Linked DNA regions of Hordeum vulgare: region 1 is linked to region 2. The links are chromatin contacts, called in public Hi-C maps. All regions are on one chromosome and are shown on one strand. The core of a region is the stretch at or near the end of the contact, and the rest is flanking DNA. Distances in the headings are between cores, read along the strand shown.

The links. Hi-C and Micro-C count contacts between places; a contact is called where the count stands out from the background.
Region 1: a Hi-C map of leaf shows a contact between it and region 2, with 4 times the contacts expected there. The contact joins the enhancer-like site here to the promoter of LOC123402487 in region 2. A contact is called at or near these places in 3 of 6 Hi-C or Micro-C datasets (leaf and seedling).

Annotation. Positions count from the first base shown.
Region 1 is chr6H:217,269,108-217,274,689 of MorexV3_pseudomolecules_assembly, forward strand. No RefSeq gene overlaps it. Among protein-coding and RNA genes, the nearest start is that of LOC123402487, 260 kb to the left of the region's middle. Within about 2 kb of position 2,539, at least 3 of the 3 cell types and tissues checked have open chromatin away from gene starts, as enhancers often do. A contact at or near this core is called in leaf and seedling, where this site is marked.
Region 2 is chr6H:217,011,806-217,017,572 of MorexV3_pseudomolecules_assembly, forward strand. It overlaps LOC123402487 (50S ribosomal protein L21, chloroplastic), which reads left to right and starts at 2,642. Exons shown (of 5, transcript XM_045096409.1): 1 at 2,642-3,012; 2 at 3,691-3,771. The coding sequence starts at 2,743.

The sequences.
Region 1 (5,582 bases), core at 1,289-3,788, 260 kb after region 2:
GCCTCTGCCTCTGCCTAACGGGGGGCTCGAGCCACATTCACAAGCGCCTAAGCATTCGACATTGGCAGTTCGGGAAGGTTGGCTTGAGGCTGCTGTCGGCGACCGCTGCGGGAAACCGCCGGAGATCGTCATGGATGCTCTTGGTCTGACTAGTGTGGGGTGTGGAGTGCACCCCATCGCAAGTGTAAGAAAATTGTGCATGTTGAACCACATCTGTCTTCAGCATCTCGATGGTGTTCCTTGCTTCCACCTCGATTAAGGTGTTTCCATGAATGATGAGAGACTCCAAGTTGCGGGTTGGAGCTAGCATGATTTCCGCGGGGTTGGAGAAGTGGACTGTGGTGTTTGGAAACGTTGAGCCGACGGCTGGAGTGGCGAAGGCTGATCCGGCTGCTGGGTCTCCAGCGGCTGAGCCATCTCAACCCGTTGATTAGTTTTTCGAAGAGCGTTATGCTCCGCACCAGGCGTGTGAGGTGTGTCAAATAAATGAGTGGAGTTAAGATTGGTTGGGAGACGACTCTGATGCATCCTCTGGTGCACCGCATCGGAAGCGACTCGCCGACGCTCAAGCCGCCATGCCTTAGCCTTCAAGTGTTCCACCTCTTCGTTAATTTGAACCTGCTGATCCGCCATCCGGGTGTCCATAGCGTGAATCTCACGTTGTATCTTAGTCATCTTTTCACGCAGTTTTTCCATCTCGGCATTGAATTCCTCCTGATTGTCAGGAGTAACGACGACCGCCACGAGTTTTGACATCTCGACCATCAGATCCATCATGGCTTGGGCCGGCATTTTTCCAAACCCGCTGGCTCCACTGGCGGCCGCCGCATCTCGCTGATACAAAGCCATCGCTTCCCCTGCCATATAGATGGCGACCTGGCGAGGCGGGTCTTGCGTACCTTCAGAGATAGCCGCCTTAAGAAAGCCCCCAAGCCTTCCCTCATAGAGAGGGCAGATCGAGTGTGTGTCCCCATGGATGACTTGCCGTCTTAGTTGACGGTGGTGTCTCCATCAGTCGTCGGCTCATCCGGGAGGCTAACCCCTACGTAAAGCCAAGAAAGACGTGACACTCTCTCATCTGACACTTGGCGGGTTGGGTGAACCGAGCCGTCTCGACGATGTCAGTGTAGATGTCCGGCTCAGGAACAAGTGCACCGATCTTGCCGATGAAGACGTGAATCTTGCCGAAGGGGACCTAGTAACCAGATTCGATTGAACGCGCCTCGGGACCCCAGCTCGAATTGTCGATGTAGCACTTTCCGCGACGGCTCTTTGTCATGAGACCAACCACGTAGCTCCCGAACCCTGGAAGGGCTCCCTTTGAGAAATCAACTCCACCGTGCGATGGCCCCATGGTGGGCACCAACTGTTGTGGTTTTATTACGGCAGATGTCCTTGTGAAAGGACTTAGTGATGGAGCCATTGCGACTAGGTGGCGACTCAAAGGTGTTGATCAGGAACAAGAGACGAGTTTACCCAGGTTTGGCCCCTCCGATGGAGGTAAAATCCTATGTTCTACTTTTGTGTGTATTGATGATGAAATCGATTACAAGGGTGCGTATTCGCCTGAACTAGCTCTCGATTGATTGTAACTTAAGTCTATCGGCCTTAGAGACTCGCCTTTACATACAGATCGAGACCGTAGGCTTACAAGACTCCGGGTCACCTTATGATTCGTGACCCAATATGTCTCTAACTCACCTTTCCCCTTTAGCAAGGAAAACCCCTGGCGATCTTCTACCTTGTTGGCCTTGAGTCGCCATCTTCATGTCTTGGGCCGCGCCGGCTCACCTTGGTAAACTGCCTTGTCGCCTCCTATCTTGTATGTCAGGGACCATCTCGAGTATAAACATTGAGCCGCCACCAGCTTGATCTAGCCTCATAGGGCAGGTTACATGGCGGGATAATATCCCCAACACATACCGAAATAGAAATACCAGTAGTAAATGAGCAAATAATTATTAAATATTTAAGAAGTAAACCATGTCTAATGCAAGGCCATCATGCAATTCGTTGTCGTGGCCTGTGTAGGAAGGAAGGATTCTACGGGTAGAAGTGCGAGAGGCTCGCGGAAAGATTCACCGAAAACACTTCTCTCCCGAAGGGGGCTGATTAGAGGCAAGGGAAAAATGATCATTTTCAATGTGTGACCACATAATGAAAATTTACCAATGCAACGGGCTCGACGAGATGAAAATGAGGGGTTTGGAATCACCTCATTCGGAGTTATGATTGCGGAGATATGGACATTCGTTCGGTAGGTAGAAGTCAAATAAAAAGTATTCTTTTTCTACTACTAACCGGTGAACGTTCAGCATTTAACATATTTGGCCGGCAGCTGAAAAACAGAAAGCGTATTTTTAGAAATAAGTTTCCACAGTAGTGAAAGTTTATTCTTAACAGAAAACATACTGAAGTGCGCTTTGAGTGCACGAAAACATAGTTTACCAAAAATGCGCTTCGACTTTATCCACGCGAGCTCGAGGCTTCGGTCACTTATAGGTGGGTCGTGCTAAACATATATCTCCTCCCCACTCGTTATTCCTCCTCCCGAAGTGGGCATAGGAGAGGGCTAGGCCGGGCTTGCCCGGCGTTGGCCCCGGTGCCTCTGGCCACCTCCGGCCAAGGGGAAGACATCAGCGGCTCAAGACGGGGCGGCTCATCCGGCTGGGCCAAATGTGTTCACCGAGGAGGGCTGGAGTAAGCTCCCCGTTGGCCATGGCGGATGTCCGGCTTGGGCGACCTTGGGGCGTGCGGCTCGACAACACAGAGGAGGGGCTGGGGGTCGGGGAAGCTTCAAGAAAGCTAGGGCAAAGCCCTGGTGGGGTTAGGATAGAGGGGGAGGCCTCGAGTAGGAGCTTGGCCATGGGAGATTGACGGCAGCCATCTTGGCTATTGGAGGACTAGGAGCTCCAGGAGCTTGGGGAAGGGACCGAGGGGTCGGCGAGATGTTGTGGTGCTTGGGGCACCTATAAATAGTATTGGGGAGCGCTCGGAAAGGCACTCGCGACCTTGGGCAATAAGCCATGGCGGGGGCAGGGTGGCTAGGAATGGACACAGCCAGAGCCCCTCGTAGGAGGTGACCTAAGAGGGGGCGAGGGGTCCAGCGTGAAGGCGAGGCCAAGACGGAGATGCTCGACATAGCTGGGTGTCAAAAGTGCAAGGGAAGAGACGAAACTGAGGGCCCCGACCGCCAGAGTAATTGGTCTCGAAAAAGATGCTGATATTTTGTAGAGGCTGATTCATCACTAAGATGACCATCGATGCAAATTTTTAGGATGAAGCTAGATATCCCTTGTTATACGAAGTACCCCACTGGACAGAAATGCAAAATACAAAGTAGCACTCACATGGTTAATTGGATTGAGCTGAAATTTCGGCGCGGGGGGGGATGAGCTATTTGGGCATATGGATGCATTGTGAAAATTTCATACCATTGGGATACATCAAAATGGTACTTCCATCACAATGCATCTCTCTGGACATAAACTTAGAAGCATTCTCGAGAAATATTGGCTTAAATCAACTATCCCGAATTTGGTGTAGAGAGGTTATATGAGTAGCAGAAGGTCTTGGAAATTTTTCAACTATAATGAAGAAACATATAATACATTTGCTTTACAAACTGAAAATCTGACCAGAAACTAAGATTTGACGTTGGGCCTCATTGGATGATGGAACGATGCTACAATTTGGAGGAGAGCTATTATTTCATCATATGAAGGTCATGTCAAAATTTTAAATCATTTGGGTTTGCCTAGCTAGTACCTCCTTCACAAAGTTACTTTGTGGGCAAAAATTTTGGAAATTAGCTGAGGCATATTTCCTACGCAAATGAAGTTGGACTTTTGCATGATCCCGATTGTGGATAGGAAAAAGTACGCAAATTTTTTTTAGGGCAAACAATAATATAGAAATGACACTTCCTCCACAAAGTGCCATTCGGGGCACAATATAAAAAAATATCCTTGAATTATTTTTGAACTAGAGAATGAAGGATTTTGACATATTTGAGGAACATATGACCCAAACAATTTATGAGAATTATTTGGTAATTTTGGGAGAGACAGAAATATATATCGCTTCACAACCTAAAGCAAATAAGTTTATTCCTTTAATAGAAAAAGGAATATTCCCACCAAAAAAATTGGGTTAGGGATAAGATGGAAATGACATGGTCTTGGGAAGGATTTGAGAATGAAAAGTCACTTTGGAGACTAGGAAGAGGTGATCCTCCCAAGTTTCCAAGCCACAAAGCCATAGAAAAACAATTTCGAATAAAATCTTAAATAAATTCAAAGGAAAAAAAGAAAGGGCCAAAATAAAGGGTGTCACAAACCTTCCAACTTTAAATAAATCTCGTCCTCGACATTTGGTTGCTTGGGGAACAAGTATGAATATTTTGACTTAAAGAAACCATTTCCAACTCAGGTATCCTTTTGCTTATATGATGTTCCCATAGATTTCTTCATATGACTTGACTTTGTCGCTCCGGGGTGGTTTGTTTCACTGTATCCTCATTCTAATAGGTATTACCTCACATGTTCCTCCTAACACTGCCTGCAATTCCTTTCATATCCATCGGCTTAGCTGAGTGCGATAGATTATCGTGACCGAGACATATCACCTTCTCACAAGTCCGGGAGTGATTTTTTGATGGTTGTGGAATCCAGCACTGACAACATTCCACGGAGTTGTGAACAAAATTTCTAGGTGGACACCAAATATTTTATTCCCTGCATTTTGTTGTTCAACTAGGTGTATGTTCTCCGGCTTCAGAATTGTGTTGTGAATCATAACCATTCTCCTAGTGGAGTCTGATTCTCACAGGGATTCCTAAATCATCTTGGATGGCTCCACTATCTTGAGTATCACATACGTAGCAAAGGTTGTCTGTCGTCCGTCGTGACCACTATAAAGGGCTACGATCTTATAATGGGAGCATCTCGAGACTTGTTCAGCGGCGGTTCTGACAGAAGAATTATGTCCATGGCAAGCTCTCCTTTAACAGATTCCCCTATGTTCGGGAACATGCTTGGAGACTGTTGTTCAGCATTATGCTTTCTCATTCTGTCGGTATATCCATGTGGATAGTAGGCTATGTGATGTTTTAACACGGTTACTGAAGTCAATTTGTTGAGCTAGCCTCTGTTGTGTCGGGGCAGACTTGGATAGTCAATACTGGCAGTTTTGAGCATGACAGTTGGTTGAGAAGGTTGCCTTAATATGAGGTCATGTACTGCCGGTGTTGCTCCCTCATTATGGTTTTCCTTGTCGGGATCCTTTGCTGAAAGAACTTGTCCATACATATATCTTCAATTCTTCGTCTGACCAGTTGGGCTGTCATAGCCAATATTTTGGCCATCATACCATGGCCTTGTTCATGACTCGGGCCATAGGATAGAAGCTAGATTCACGTGTGCTTGTACGGAGCTCATTGTTGTCGTCCATCATACAACCTGGTGACAAGGGTTAGCGATATCTCCTAGTCGGGGGTGAGGAAGTTGGCTTGGATAAGCATGTGATTTCATCATCGTACGAGTGACTTGCATGAACTCATGCTCAAAGTATATACAGAAATA
Region 2 (5,767 bases), core at 1,392-3,891:
ACCTATTGAATACTTCACAATTTTTATTCATCAAGACATCACACTTTGGGAAATCATTTTGGTAAGCCCTAACCCATGTTTTTGGATCCAACTCATCTAGCCAATCATGGGCCTCTTTGCTGAGCACTAACATATGGTTCATATTTCCCCTAAACCTGCCCTCTGTAGTGCTTCTAGCACATTTCCAAAGCTGGTTCTTTAAGGCCTCTCCTTTGAAGTTCTTGTTGAAATTCTACCATAAATGCCTCACACAGAATCTGTGTGGTGAAAGAGGGAACAATTCCTTTACTGCCTTAATTAAACCCTGCAAAAACATTGCCATTTCAAACATTAGGAACTTACTAAGCACTTTGTTGTAAATAAAATATGCAAGTAAATTACTTTTTGCTTGTCAGACATGATGGTCCAAAGTTCTGTGTTATTTATGCCAAGATCTTGCTTGAATGCAGTCAAAAACCACCTCGAGGACTTTGTGTCTTCACTTTGACTACTGCATGAGCCACATGAAATATGCAATCATTTGGGTCCATCCCAACTGCACTTAATAGAACACCACCATATTGTGTCTTCAAGTGGCAACCATCTAGGAAAATAATAGGTCTACAAGCAGATAAGAACCCCCTCTTGCATGCATCAAATGAGAAGTAACATTTCTGAAACTGCCCCTCATCTGAAAGCTCAACAAAGAAAGTACTTCCAGGATTTGATCTCCTCAGCTCATTTGCATAGTCCCACATCAAGTTGTATTGTTTAATCTCATCTCCATATATAATATCATATGCAATCTTCCTAGCTCTCCCAAGCTTTCCCCTTTTAATTGTCATGTTCCAATCTTCCTTTAGTGAAATCTTCTCACATGCCCTAATCTTGTCCACATATTTTGAAGCAATGTACCTAGCTCTAAAGGCTGTAACTTGCCACTTCTTCTCACAAGTGTGCTAACCATTGAATGTCTTCACCATTACTGCATTTGTCCTATTGTCCCAAGATGCATATAGATACCATGGGCAGCCTTTCTCACACTTAGCACAAAGCCTTATTTTGTCATTCTTTGGAAAATTGATGTTCACCCTCTCTTTGCAACTGTACTCTCTGACTGCTTTCCTCAAAAGCTCCACTGAAGAGAATAATTGGTCTGCATGGAACTTAGGCTCATGCATGTCTGCAGCTGTAAAAGGTTTGAAATTGAATTTTATTTCATCTTCATCAGAATCTGTACCATCGAATTCCTCTTCTTCAGAGTTGCAATCTTCAACCACCTTCTTCCCTTTCTTGTCTTGCACTGGATGCAACTGCTCCTGCAACAAATCTTCATCCCCATCCTCCAAGTCATAATCACTGTCAATAATCTCAGGAATATAATCACTGTTAGCTGAATCTGAATCTGTATATTGTTCTTCCTCCTCTTCCAACTTTTGTGCTCTTGGTCCGAGTCTCACAAAGAATTGGTCATGGGAGATCTCTTGGTCATGACTCTGAATTTCATGAGTTCCATCCACAACACTACAAGATGTATTGCTTTCATTTGCACTGCTTGGCTTCTTCATGGGATTGAAAACAGTAGGAAATTCTGCTACTGGATTAGCCACAACATCATCCCATTTAGAACCTCCACCAGAAATATGGTTATCCAAATGATCAAGATATATCATTTGGAAATTATGCCCTACATTGATCTGAAGAGACACAACATCTAAGTCAGCATCATTGGACAACAGGGTTTCATCACCTTCGTTAATCTGACAACAAGGAGACAGCCAATAGATATCAGTTCTTCCTTCCTTTTCATACCCCAAGTGCTCAACTATTTGTTCAAACATACTGTAGTATGCTAGTTCCACATGACAATAATCGTAACAAACCTTCTGGCCATCCAAATAGCACCTATTCAGCCCACTACTAAAGAAAAACCCACCATGAATCACTTCGACAGTGAAATACCCACTCTCCTTCGCTGCAACAAAACATTCAGTAAAAGTTCAAACCCTAGCACAAATCCTCACGAACCACAACAAATCGACATGTACAAATCACATAATTTGTGCAGACGACCTAATCGACACAATGCAGGTTATTGGGCCAAAAAACGCATCACATTATGTGCTATCAACGAATTATACCGTAGGTTGGAGCCGCGTCGTCGTCGGGCCGCCGTCGAGGGCCCTCCATCGTTGACGAACTCCGCCCCACGAGTTGCGGCGCCGTCGCTGTCGCTTCCTCCATCGCAGGAACGACCATCGGAATGCCCGCTCGCCGTTCATCCGCCGTCGTGCCTGCTCGCTGTCGTTCGCCTCTCGCTCTCAATCGAGGAAGACACGAAAGGGGATTGAGAACAGACAAGGAGGTGAGTGGGGTCTACATTGACGAGTGGGGTCTATGCTGACGGGTAGGGTCTGGGCTGACGGGTGGGGTCTCCGTTGACGGGCGGGCCACGCGATGATGTGTCATACGAGGTATTCGTGGTACGTAGCTGGCGCATAGAAAGGGGACTGGCTCTCCAAAATCCAGGACCGTATTAGTAACGTATTTCCATGTAGGAGGATCGTACTGAAGCAGTTCTTAACTTTTTTTTTGAGTGGATTGGAGCTGGCCGCCAACTTCCACAATGATAGATGCAATTATCTCGTGTCCGAGCACGCGATTTTCCTCCTATCCACAATATTATCCCACTCCCCTCTTCGTCCGAAAACCCTCCAGTCCAGTATCCGTCGTTCCCCCTCGCCATCGTTCCGCGCCCCGTCCATGGCCACCGCCACGCTCCCTCTCCGCCTCCTCCCCTCCAGAACCCCACTCCTCCACGCCGCCGCCTTCCTCCCTGCGAGCACCTCCCTCTCCTTAACCGCGCCCGCGACCCGCAACTGGCGCATCTTCGCCGCCGCCGAGGAGGCGCCCGCTCCGGTGGAAGCCGAGGTGGAGGAGGTGGTAGAGGATGCCGCGGTTCCGGAGCCTGTTGAGGTGCAGCTGGCTGCTGCTGGCGCGGGGAAGGATGCCGACATCTTCGCCGTTGTCATGGTGGGTTAGCTCGCACGTTCACTCCCTGGCATTGAAAGTTGCAGTTTGGTCAAGATAAACTGGAAATTGCCAGGGCCTTCTTTGTGCTTCATTAGCTACTGTTTCGTAAATAATCTCCGTGACTTAAGTGACACTTGAGCTGGATATGTCTTGTGGTGAACTAAAGATTCCAGGTTTCGTTGGGATTGCAGTGCTGCACCAGAGATGGTTAGGCTGCATCATGATTAATGAATACTACTCCCTCTTTTCGCGTTTATAAGGCCCACGAGTATTTTCTAGATTCTCAAGTTCACCAGAGAAACATGAGTTATATGCCACAAAAAGATATAACATTGATTTCGTATTTGTGATAAGTTTCTAATGGTATACTTGTAGTGGCATATGATATAAGTTGTATTTCACAGGTCAAAAAGATCTGAAAATACAGTTAAGCGTTGTAAACCGGAAATGTTGGAGTAAGAGAAATGTGCACACTTCTCATTAGCATGCACATGCCGCAGTGTTAGAAAGAAAGTTGGAACTATTTAGTATTAGTATTACAATGAGTTATCTGGGTGCACTTTAAGAAATGCTTAAATCTGCAAAGATGCGTCGTCGGAGAGTTTCTTTTTTCTCTACTTCCTATAGGTTTTGTGATTAATGAGGAAACTATTTTGACTATAATTTTATTTTGTGCAGATTGGGTCCAGACAATACATTGTGATGCCCGGTCGGTATATATACACGCAGAGGCTGAAAGACGCCAATGTCAATGATCAGGTTTGGTGCTTGTCCTTTTACACATAATTTTTTTTAGGACTCACAAGTTGATGTCTGATTGTTTGTAAGACTTTAGGTAATGCTTTTGCCATGTTGCATGGTTTCCCTCCAGCATGTTTGGATGAGAAAATAAAATCCTTTGGAGAATTACCTTACAGCATTGTTGTTCTTATATAAGGTCCCCCATTTTGGTACTTGTTCTTAGTTTCGCTCATTGGTCTTGATGTGGCTATGCACACATGTTTACGGAAGTAACTCACACATTACCTGTTTGTTCATTTAGTTTCCTTAGTCCATGAAAATATAGAATTAACATGCAAATTTTGTTGAATTTATGACAAGTGGGAAGAAAAGCTTGAGGTGAGATGTGATTGTGAGGGGTACCTTCTAAAAAAACATATCCTTTTTTACAGAACTGACGAGGGTACTTGTTACAAATTGACTTGCATTCCTCAGTATTTTGTTGCTTGTGTTAAGCCCGTAGAAAGAAACAAGAAGGAACAGAGGTTTTATTTCTGGGTAGATTAGTGTTCTCCTCCGGGCCAGTGTTGAGACTTTGACGCATAGCCCAGGTGTTCTTAGCGAAGCCAAACGGTAGTTCCTGTTAGAGTTATAATATAAGTCATGTGCCCTTTTGTATTTATCCCAATATATAAGGGGTTTCCTGCATATAGTCCACCACCTGTACATGTATATATACCGGCCTATGGCCTCATGGGAATACAAGTTGCTTTCCTAACATGGTATTAGAGCCTAGGTTGTATATATACCGGCCTATGGCCTCATGGGAATACAAGTTGCTTTCCTAACATGGTATTAGAGCCTAGGTTTTCTTAGCACGCGCAACTCGTGCTCCTCCCGATCTAATTCCTTGCACAGCCGCCGTCGCTCCTGTCTCCGTCGAAGACTCGTGGCTGTCTCTTCTCCGAATCCCGCTCCAACTGCGCCTCGTCGTGGTGACAGAAGGACCCCCTCTTCTACTGCTGGAGGGAGCCCCTCGATCTCGTCCAGAACTGCTCTCGCGGCGGTTACCCAGCCTCGGTCTCGTCCAGGCGCCGATCCGTGCGTTTCGTGGGGAGCAGGCCACGGGTTCTTGGAGTCTTCAGGCGCCAATCCGCACCCCGACGCTGCCTGGATCGGAACCAGCCGCCCCGGAACCTGCCTCGGATTCTTGGATTCTTGGAGTCTTCGACCGTGCTGTTCGAGGGACGCGCCACCACGGGACCAGCCGCCAATCCGCACCCCGACCCTGCCTGGATCGGAACCAGCCGCCCCGACTGCTGCCTGGGTCGGAACTCGATCTCGCCCCGCTCCACCTACCGCCTGATCGGATCTCGCGGTTCTCTCTGCTGTCGACGCGGTTTCCGATCCCGTTGACTGGTTTACTTTCCTAAAAAAATGTCTACTGCATCTGGCTATGTTGTTGTCCCTCGCTGTTCGGTGATCTTCGATGGTACTAACTACACCGAGTTCACTGGCTTCATGCACATTCACATGCGTGGCATCCGTCTCTGGGGAGTTCTCTTTGGCGAGGTCTGTTGTCCGCCACGTCCGGTTCCCCCTGTGGCTCCCACTCCTCCGACTCCACCGGTTCTTCCCGCGGATGCTCCTCAGGCTGCAAAGGATGCGGCTAAGGTTGCTGATGAGGCTGCTATTCGTGCTTATGATGAGAAGGTTTTGACTTATGAGGAGGCTCTTCAGGTGTATCATGGTGCTCTGTCTGTTTACACCCAGTGGCTTGATGATGATGCCCGTGCTCCAGCTGTTCTCACTGCCAGTGTTCTGCCTCAGTTTGCCTCTGAGTTTCTGGGCCTTCCTACTGTCTTTGAGATGTGGACTCGCCTTCGTCAGCGCTATGAGCCCTCTGGTGATGCCTTATACCTCTCTGTGGTTCGTCAGGAGCATGCTCTTCAGCAGGGTGACTCTACTGTTGATGACTTATATGCACAGAGTTCTGCTATCTGGTGCCAGCTTGATTCTCTCCGCAGTGCTGGTT